Regions from separate parts of the Mus musculus genome. Here region 2 is linked to region 1. The links are chromatin contacts, called in public promoter capture Hi-C maps. All regions are on one chromosome and are shown on one strand. Each heading gives the region's core, a stretch centred on a gene start, on an enhancer-like site or on the middle of the called end of the contact. The rest is flanking DNA. Distances are from core to core; before and after follow the strand shown.

Region 1 (4,996 bases), core at 1,326-3,825:
ACTTCCAGACTCCTCGTATTTTTACAGCAGCCCCTCAGACACTTTCTATTTCACTTCCTCAAATTCAATTACTAACGTAAAGGGATGGGCGGAAACTCAGCATGTTCAGCTTGAGAAGTTTTCATGTCTCAAGGTGCAAAAGCAACTGGTATTTAGTAAAAATTGTACTTCGAATCTGAGTTTCAGTCTCCTGAGGCTAGCCATATGCAATATAGGACCTCCTTGGAATACTGGACAGTTGTCACATCTCCCAGGGAACCATGAAATCATGGAGGGGGATGGGGAACAGCAGACAATTGGCAGGCCAAAATGTTACTCAGGGAGTTTTGGGGTGCTATAAGAATAAAATACATGAGACATTCAACACTTCATTATAAAATAGGCTTTGTGACAGATAAGTTTGGCCAATTATAGGTTAATAGTGTTGTTCTGAATGTGTTCAAAGTAGGCTAAGCTAAAAGCAATGGTGTCCAGTAGATTATATGTATTCTGTGTTTAGACCAAGTATTGTCAACTAATAGTAAGTATATGGGGTGATGCCCTGTCATAACTTTAGAAGCATCTGTGTATAATTCTACTTGACAAGTTAGTGGGGTTTTTTTCTCCTATCTGATGGTTATCTGTGCTCTAAAGCTCTTTCTACCCCTCCACTTTATTTGGTTTTGGTTTTTCAAGACATGGTTTCTCTGTGTAGCCCTGGCTGGCCTTGAACTCAGAGACCTTCCTGCCTCTGTCTCCCAAGAACTAAGATTAGAGTCACGTGCCGCCACCACCTGGCTCTCTTGCTTTCTTATTTTTTCTGTTATCATCTTTCTTCTAATATATTTAATTATTTCTTTTAATTCCAGAACTATCTTATTTTTAAATAAATTTATTCTATTTTATGTGTGTGGGGGGCTGTTTTTGCTTTCATGCCTGATGCCCCATGGCCCAAGTCAGCATCAGATCCTCTGGAACTAGAATTATAGACAGTTGTAAGCTACCAATTCTGCAAATTGAACCTACTTCCTCTAGAACATGGGTTTTCCACGTGTGGGTCTCAATCCCTTTGGTGAACCTTTATTTCCAAAAATGTTTACATTGTGATTCATAACAGTAAAAAATTAGTTATGAAGTGACAATGGAAATAATTTCATGGTGGTGGTCCCCAAAATATGAGGAACTATATTGAATGGTCGCAGCATTAGGAAGGTCGAGAACCACTGCTCTATGAGAACAGCCAGTGCTCTTAACCAGTCCAGCCTCCAGATCAGCTTATCTGATAGGCTTTAAAACAAAACATGGTCTCTCTGTGTAGTCCTGGCTAGGCTAGAGCTCTGTGTAGAACAGGCTGGCCTCTAACTCACAGAGATCAGCCTGTTTCTATCTCCAAAGTCCTGCGATTAAAAGCTTGCACGGCCGTGCCCGTTTTAATAGACTTTGTTTCTTCTAAGAAATACTTTTTAAGAGATTATTTTAGGTGTGTAAGTGGTCTGCCTGCCTGAATGTCCGTGTGCCTGGTGCCCTTGGAGGCCAGAAGGCACTGGGTCCTCTGGGACTGGAGGTGCAAATGATTGTGAACTGCTATGTGGGTGCTGGAAACTGAACCCAGGCTTTTCATTACTGAACCATATCTTCAGCCCCCTAAGGAATACGTTTTTTCCTTATTTTGGCCTGCAAGAGTAATTTAAAAATTTTAATTCCAAGATGGAATCGTTCATTGTCTTTTTTTGTATAATCATCAGGATTAATATTTGGAGCTCTTGATCCATGTATACCTGTGCACTGCGTGAGTGCCTGGTGCCCACAGAGGCCAGAAGACGGCATTGAGTCCTCTGAAACAGGAGTAACAAACAATTGTGTCATGTCAGTGTGTCATGTTGTAAGTGACCGTATCAATGCTAGCAATTGGACCTGGGTCCACTAGAAGTACAGCCAGTGTTTTTAACATTGACCCATCTCTTCAACCCCAGTATTAAATTTTTAATAGATACAGACCAGAGCGTATTGCAAGTATTCTTCCTACCGCCCACGACTCTATGTGTGACCTGTATACCAACCCCAACCCCACTCATATTACTTGGGGGATTATTATGAACTGCTAATCTTTGTTCCCCACCCAGACTTAGTAAGTCAAAACCTGCATTTTAACAAGCCCCACCCCCAATTTACTGTACACATATTAAAGTTCGGAAGCAGTATTCAGCAGGAACTTTCCTCTAGGGAAGTAATTCCTGACTTTCACTGAACATTAAATTCACCTGGGAGAGCTTTTGAAAGCTACTGGGGACTGGATTCACTCCCTCAGAGACTGATTTAATTGGCTGGAGGTTGGAGCTGTTGGCACCGGTATTTTTAAGGCCCCCTAATTGCATCGGGGTTGGGAGGGAGAGCTCTACAATTACAGGCTGCCATCAGGGTTCTAGTTGTTTCAAAAGCAAAAAGGATGTGCAAGTCTTCTAACGGGGTTTCCCGAGGAAACAATAGCGATCTGAGAGCATTGTGCATGACACTGTGTCCCCAGGACATCACAGTGCTTCTAACTGCCTGGCTTGGCAAGAAGCCTCACCAGTTCTTTAGTGCCCCTGATAAACGAAATTTACTTCCTTCCTGTTCATCTTTCTGCTCTGATACCCATCAAAAATGATCCTGCCTTGCCTGTTCACTCACAGATGTGTCCCTGTCTGGATGTCTGGCCTCTGTCTTAAATATTCTTGTTATAGGGACTGGAGAGGTGGCCCAGTGTTTAAGAACACTCGTTGGTTTTGCAGAGGACCAGTTTCTAGGGTGGCTCACAACTGTCTGTAACTTCAGGTCCAGGTGATCTAATGCCCACTCCTTGCCTCTGCTGCCTCTTGCCTGAACATGATACACACACATACGTATGCTCAGGCACATACACATAAAATAATAGTCCTTAAAAATTTTTGCCATGAACCTGATATAATCTGACTTCTCTCTACTAGTTCCGGTTTTGGTTTGAAAGAGCTTAATTTCTTGTACAGTCAGAACTGCACACCCATAAATAGTTTCCAGGGTAGTCATCAGCTCCGCTCACAGTTCAGCCACAGTGATACATGAAGGCAGGTTCCAGGTGATAATGTAATCAAAGAGAGTGTGTGGGTATGACTGGGACATAGCTTAGCCACAGCACTGACCTAGCATGCTCAAAGCTCTGGGTTTCATGCTCAATGAAAGGAATCCATCTTGCGTGGTACTCAGAACCTATGCTGTTTCCTAGTGATCATTCTTTTCCATAAACGACCATAAGCAAATGTCTTTTATTTTGTATTTTATATTTATGGGAGTTTTACCTGTGTGTATATACCACCACCTAGCTTAGAGATCTCTGATATTAAGATAGATATTTAATATGTAGGGTATTACATGTATTTCAGTTTGGGGGCTTATAAAATGTCAAAAGTAGACTTGGACTCAACATATATTTATCAGTTATAATACCTTTAAAGTTGCCCTTTTTAACCCAGATGCGATGGTACATACCTGTAAATCCAGCACTGGGGAGGTAGTGGCAAGTGGATCTCTGTAAAATTGAAGCTAGCCTGATCCACATATCAAGTTCCAGGCCAGCCAGGGCTATATAATGAAACCATATTTCAAAGGAATTTTTTTTTCCTTTTCCTTCTTCCCAACAACAGTAGAGAAGAATGATCCTAAAGATGATTATGTGATTTAAAACTCAATCCAGGGGCAGTTATGAAGCCTATGTCCAGATCAGCAACAGCCAGAAAGAATGCACCTTGGAGCTCTAAGTGCTAGAGGCAGGATTCAAAGGCGAGCTTCCCCGACTTGACAGAACACCCCGCAAAGTGCTCTTTTTTCTCTTAATATTTTATGGTACTGTTCTTTGAGGTAAAGCAAGCTTTCTTTCTTTTTTTTTTTTTTTTTTGAAGCCAGCAGACTACTGCAGATTCTGACTTGAAAGCTTAGAAACCACTAACTAAAGCCAGGTGTGGTGGTGGCGGCATGTGCCTTTAATCCTAGTACTCTACTCACGAGGCAGAGGCTGGTGGATCTCTTAAGTTTGAGGCCAGCCTGGTCTACAGAGTGAGTTCCAAGACAGCCAGGGCTACACAGAGAAACCTTGTCTCAAATCAAAACAAACAAGAATTTTTTTTAAAGAAAAAGGAGAAAAAGAATAAAGAAGAGGAGCTGGAGAGATGGCTCAGTGGTTAAGAGCACTGACTGCTCTTCTGAAGGTCCTGAGTTCAAATCCCAGCAACCACATGGTGGCTCACAACCACCTGTAATGAGATCTGACACCCTCTTCTTGAGTGTCTGAAGACAGCTACAGTGTACTTACATATAATAAAAAAAATATTTAAAGAATAAAAAAGAAACCGCTAAGTTGTTTTTATGTTTGTCTAAATGTGGGGTGATGGTTTTGCAAACCCTGGTGTCGTGGCTTGAGGATTGCCGTATGTTTTGAGGCCAGACTGAGCTGCCTGGTAAGTCTAAGTCAGCCTGGTGTGCATACATGCAGGTGAATGTGAAAGACATTTATTCAGAAAAACAAAAAGTAATCTGGGCGTGGTAGTGGAGGCTTTAAATCCTGGGACTGGGGAAACAGAAGTAGGTAGATCTCTGTGAGTTCTAGGCCAGCCTGGTCTACATAGTGAGCTCCTGGACTGCAAGGGCTACATAGAGAGACTCTATCTCAAAAAGCAAAACCAAAAAGTAAAAACAGATATGCAAATAAAACCTGTTGCTTTCCTTTATCGAGAGGACAGTAAAAACAGAAGCAAAATGGCTCTTTGCACTCTTTGCTGACCCTCCACTATACTGAGGTGCTGCTGGTGGGCTGGGAGGGGGGGGGGCATCCACAGGCTGTCTGTTTGACTCCTTGCTTCCAGGCTCAGCATCCCGCTTGCATCTGACACTAATAGAAATATGGACATGTACTATCCCTGAAAGCCTCAGCTTATACGACATTTTCCTGTTTGGAACACAACACCTCTGGGAGTCTGTTTATCAGAACTGTGTACCAAGACAACAG
Region 2 (5,572 bases), core at 1,741-4,240, 480 kb before region 1:
GACAGTTTAAAAGTGTTAAGCTTAGATAAATGTTTGACAATGAGGAGAAAACTGAAGCATGGAAGGATCCACAAGTTCACTTGCCGCCTCCAAGAAGCCAGACCCTTTCATTGTTGGACATCTTCCTTCTTGTCTGTCCACACACAATCCTGCTGAGCTGTGGTGTTGTTGACTTAAGCTATATGGAGCCGTGCATGGAAAGAAAGCCTGTTGGCTCACTTTAGTAAGTCAACAGTGTTCCTGAGCTGCAGGTAAACAGAAGGTAACTCCTAGGGAATTCCCAGGGAGGGCCAAGTCAGCCGGCCTCAGCACCGCCCAGATTTTTTCAAAGGGTTCTGTGACAGCCCAGAAATGCTTGAGCCTGACTCCTGCCACTAGGTGTCACACTAAACAATACCGAAGTTGATGCCAAGGCCTGAAGCTGTCGGGACAGCCCAAGGAGGCATAAATATACATACTCCTTCATTTTATACCTGCAGCCCCAAGTCACCTTCTGCAGTATCCTTTATAGATGGGGCTTTGAGTCCATACTGTGGCTTTTTTTTTTACAAACTTTAACTTCATATATATATATTCATTACAATAGGGTACATTGCTTAAATTTTATATTACTTAATTTTTTATGTATATGAATGTTTCGCCTGCATGTATGTATGTGTTCCACCCTCATGCTTGGTGCCTGGCGGTGCTGAATCTCCCGGGACTGGAGTTGCAGGACACCACGTAGGTGCTGGGAATCAAACTCAGGTTTTCTGGAATAGCAGCTAGTGCTGTTAACTGCTGAGCCATTCCTTCAGCCCTGCTCTGCAGTTTTAAAGAACTATCTCCAGATGAGAAACTACCTATCCTCTGCTTTATCTCCCAAGCGGAAGACAGATTTGGGGGCTGGGGAGCTGTTCAAGACTGGGTCTTATGTTGCCCATATTGACCTCAAACTAGGCTAAATACTTTTAGTGTATTCCAAATTATACTACATTTTGGTCTCATTTTTGCAAGGTGTTTCCAAGGGTTAACATATACTTTACCAAAATGATTAATATATTGTAGTAGAAATTAGACGAACTGACATTAGGGGGCCTGGGTACATCTCTAAGTATTTTGTTTTCTTCTTTAGGAAAATGGGAACCGCACCTAGCTTACAATATTACTTCTGAGAACTAACCATAATGCATACGAAGCTGGGTTCCTCCAAAAATTTATACTGTGATATTTCCAAAAGTCCACACTCATACTTCCAAGCAGAGACGTGTATTTCTAGACAAATGATGCCCATCTGATATCACAAAGTACCTTAAATATTCCAGGACTGACGTGCAATTCCAGCTCTCAGGGGGAAGCTGAGGCAGAGGTCCTACTAACAGTTCAATGTCAACAGGGACAACACAGTGAAATCCAGACCAGCCGGGCCTACAACGTAAACCCTGTCTCAAACCACCCCACCAGCACAGATCCAATCTTATTATTATAAAAGCAAGTATACCATAAAAAAAAAAGGTTAAGTGACTTCTCCAACTAATGTATTTAATGAAAGGCAGAGCGTGGAATTGAGATGTCCTGCTCATGATCAATCTCACTATGTCCCACTCAATTACACTTGCAGATCCAACTTGCCACTGAGAGGAAAAGGAGAATTCGCTGAGGAAGTTTTAACTTTAACCTGGCCCTTACTGTCTGGAGGCTTTTTGGTTTTTCCTGGATTTTGAATCTTTTCCCTCAGTGTCTTCACATGCATACTCAGGGGGAGGCGCTGGAATTCCAAAGAGAGGAAAGCTGACATAAGGCTCATTAAGAAAAAGATCATTCACATCTCACCAGAAATCTATGCAGAACTAGAGAGGCCTCCTGGATCTGGTCTGACAAACTCTGATCCACGTTGCTTTAATTTTCCCTAAGTAGGGGTGGGGTGGAAGTAACATTTGTACTTTTGCCGGTTAAACTAGAGGCTCACAGGCCCAAATCCCTTTCTTGGGGGAGCAGCTACCCATAATGCCGCGGTCCCTTGGGAGCAAGGAAGCTGATAGAAGCAGCAGGTTTCAGATGGGGTCTGTGTTAGGACTATCTTGAGCCTCCTGCAGGATACCTCACAGTTACTTTTTTAGCTATGTTTGAGAGGCCAGCCTTGGCTAGGGCACTAAGTCAATTGCTCTGCTAGGCATTCACAATAAGCTCCGGCTTCATTCTCTGCAACAAGTTAACTCCGACAGCAAGAACGCAACAGTTGCGGTTGCAAGGAAACTACAACTTCTACTAAGATTAACAGCTTGCATTACTTGGGGAAAAATGTGGTTCCCATACGGAGCTAGGATTTGCCCCTCCCCCGGGGGGGGGGGCAAGATTATTGACCCCTAGGAAATAATCTAGGGGTTCTCCAAGCTCTTGGTTTTTGTTGGTGGTGGTGGTGGTTTTGTTTGTTTTAATGCCAAAGTTTTTACAGCTTCATGGAGTAGGAGTGAAGGACAGCCAAATGTCCCTGCATTGCAAAGGGCCTGGAACAGACAAAACACAGCCGGCCCCGGAACCACTCATATGTCCGTCGTCGCAGAAATTTAGGAGAAGCGAATCCCTGCACCTAGCCAGCGTTTCCACTCTTGGGTTTTCAAAAAGATCAAAAACCGGAAAAGACCTGCAAACTGGCAAATCGCTAAGAGGAACAGCCTAGCAGGTCTGCGTCCTTGGAAGCTGCGCAGCTTGGGACCCCAAACCAAAATCGCCCGGTGGGAAACCCCAGGGAAAGAAGGGTTCTTGCAGAGGGCTGGGGTTACTGAGTGCAGGCTGCAGGGAAGTACCTAGAGGGAGGGGGCCTGGTCGGGAGGACTTTCCAGCCACTCAGGGCTCATCAAAAAGTTCCCTGTGCATGACCCCAGTGGCTCATCGCAGGGAGTTTCTCCGATGAACCCCGGCCCTGGGTTTAGGCTTCTCAGTGGAGGACGAGCCAGTTCTTTTTCTAGTCTGACTGGCTTGGAAATTCCCCGCGCCTGACCCCGCCCCTGAGAAATCCCCTGCCAGCGTTTATAGGGCGCCGCGGCGGCGCTGCCGAGCCCACAACAGTCAGACCTCGCCAGCCAGCCGCCAGCAGCCTGCAGCCTGCACCCGCTCAGCCCCGCACAGCCATGTTTCAGCCAGCTGGGCACGGCCAGGACTGGGCCATGGAGGGCCCGCGGGATGGCCTCAAGAAGGAGCGCTTGGTGGACGATCGCCACGACAGCGGCCTGGACTCCATGAAGGACGAGGAGTACGAGCAAATGGTGAAGGAGCTGCGGGAGATCCGCCTGCAGCCGCAGGAGGCGCCGCTGGCCGCCGAGCCCTGGAAGCAGCAGCTCACGGAGGACGGAGACTCGTAAGTGGCGCCGGGCACCGGTGGGGGTCGCGCGGGGCCTGCAGCGCGCTCGGGGTTCTGCACGGCGAGGGCGCCGGGGTTGCGGGGCGCCGGGGCTGCGGCGGGCCGCCTGTCTTCCCCCCTCCCCCTCCTCCCCTGTCCCCGGACCCGGAGTCGCCGAGCGCAGGCCGGGGGGGGCGGGGCGGCAGCGGCGGCGAGGACGCAAAGTCCCGGCCTGGCAGCGGTGGCGCGCAGCCGCCGGGCGCCGCGCGGCCGCGAGGGGAAGTACAGGGCGTTCCGGGCGGCGGAGGGCGGGCCGGTCTGGCCGGCGCCCGCCCGGAGGGGGTGGGGCACGGAAAGTCCCTGGGCGGCTGCCAGGAACACTCAGCTCATAATAACCTCGCGGAAAACACCGCGGCCGCGGCCTCCAGAAACCCCGGCCTTGCGCAATCCCCCCTCCAACCCCACCTCCAGCCCGCGCCTCCCCCCCCCCCACGCAGTGTGCTCACCACCCCTCGGGGGGTTTCCCTGTCATCCCTCAGGTTCCTGCACTTGGCAATCATCCACGAAGAGAAGCCGCTGACCATGGAAGTCATTGGTCAGGTGAAGGGAGACCTGGCCTTCCTCAACTTCCAGAACAACCTGCAGCAGGTGCGCTGCTTGCTTGCCCCGCGGGTGCCCTCTTTGACCCCTTGGTGGAGTCAGATGTAGCACGGTCGCCCCCAAAGCGTTTCTAAATTAATAGTCACTTAGTTCTTATCTGCCTTGGCCTTTTGCATTCAAATCAGCCAACGTCTTAGAACCAGAAGAAAAATCCCTTGGGTTTAGTGAGGTCTTTATGACCCACCTAGGGCCTCCTGTTTGCCTGATCTCCTAAGAGACAAATGGGAGGATCAGATTCCATAGCGGGAGGTGTCTGGGGTTCAGGAAACTCAAGACTATGGGTTTGCTCCATGGCTTATCCCTTTCTGTTTCCTCTTCCATTTGTAGACTCCACTCCACTTGGCTGTGATCACCAACCAGCCAGGAATTGCTGAGGCACTTCTGAAAGCTGGCTGTGATCCTGAGCTCCGAGACTTTCGAGGAAATACCCCTCTACATCTTGCCTGTGAGCAGGGCTGCCTGGCCAGTGTAGCAGTCTTGACGCAGACCTGCACACCCCAGCATCTCCACTCCGTCCTGCAGGCCACCAACTACAATGGTAGGTCTGCCAGTCCATCCAAGGATGCAGAGGAGGGAGAGAGATGGGGCCACTTGAGTCTTAAACTCCGAACGTATACAAAGTTCAGACACTGTGATCTTTTTAAAAAGTTTTCTCCTCGATGCCTATATGATATTCACTCAGAACCCAGATTCTGAGTTCTTCAAAACTGATGATGTTTGTGGTTGTCCTCAAGACAATAGACATGAGTTGTGTGAGGATTGAAACACGTAGTTACAGTTTTTGTCTTCCTCCTCCAGGCCACACGTGTCTGCACCTAGCCTCTATCCACGGCTACCTGGCCATCGTGGAGCACTTGGTGACTTTGGGTGCTGATGTCAACGCTCAGGTGAGTACATCTCCCTTCCACCTAATCTCTGTTGGGCTGGCTCTGATGGTGAGCAGGTTTCCAGATGCAGCCGTAAACTAACGCCTGATTGCTTTTGGTTTCAGGAGCCCTGCAATGGCCGGACAGCCCTCCACCTTGCGGTGGACCTGCAGAATCCTGACCTGGTTTCGCTCTTGTTGAAATGTGGGGCTGATGTCAACAGGGTAACCTACCAAGGCTACTCCCCCTACCAGCTTACCTGGGGCCGCCCAAGTACCCGGATACAGCAGCAGCTGGGCCAGCTGACCCTGGAAAATCTCCAGATGCTACCCGAGAGCGAGGATGAGGAGAGCTATGACACGGAGTCAGAATTCACAGAGGATGAGGTGAGTGTTCCTCCCCTCAGCACGCTGACGGCTGTTCTAGGGCTGCTTTGGATCAGAGGGATTTCAGTTGTTTAACTTCTCAGACTCGGCTTGCAAAGCCAGGATCCCAAGAATTTGTCTCTGGTTTGTTTTAAGAGCTTACCCTTTTGGGTTGAGGAATGAGGGAATTCTAGAAATTGAACCCAGGCCTTAGCACATGGTGATAAGCACACGTTCAACCATTAAGCTCCACCCCCTCAATAGCTTAGACTTTTTTTTTTTTTAAGGAAAGAATAGGTAAGGGAAACTCCTACAGCCTGGTGCCCTTGTTCTATTTGGGTTAAGGAGAAAAAGAGCCCAAG

What was found. Promoter capture Hi-C pulls out the DNA fragments that hold promoters and counts their contacts.
Region 2: a promoter capture Hi-C map of pre-B cells shows a contact between it and region 1, with 5 times the contacts expected there. The contact joins the promoter of Nfkbia here to the enhancer-like site in region 1. A contact is called at or near these places in 7 of 39 promoter capture datasets (the C10 cell line, cranial neural crest, liver and 2 more) and 4 of 115 datasets of contacts at active chromatin or transcription factors (bone marrow-derived dendritic cells, extraembryonic endoderm stem cells, memory CD8 T cells and 1 more).

The regions. Positions count from the first base shown.
Region 1 is chr12:55,014,585-55,019,580 of GRCm38.p6, reverse strand. No RefSeq gene overlaps it. Among named protein-coding and RNA genes, the nearest start is that of Gm24296, 20 kb to the right of the region's middle. Within about 2 kb of position 2,575, at least 42 of the 459 cell types and tissues checked have an H3K27ac peak or open chromatin away from gene starts, as enhancers often do. A contact at or near this core is called in memory CD8 T cells and pre-B cells, where this site is marked.
Region 2 is chr12:55,490,065-55,495,636 of GRCm38.p6, reverse strand. It overlaps Nfkbia (nuclear factor of kappa light polypeptide gene enhancer in B cells inhibitor, alpha), which reads left to right and starts at 2,990. Exons shown (of 6, transcript NM_010907.2): 1 at 2,990-3,337; 2 at 3,859-3,967; 3 at 4,307-4,517; 4 at 4,778-4,866; 5 at 4,971-5,231. The coding sequence starts at 3,111. Gm36634 (a long non-coding RNA gene) reads right to left here and starts at 2,342. Exons shown (of 3, transcript XR_381610.3): 1 at 1,291-2,342.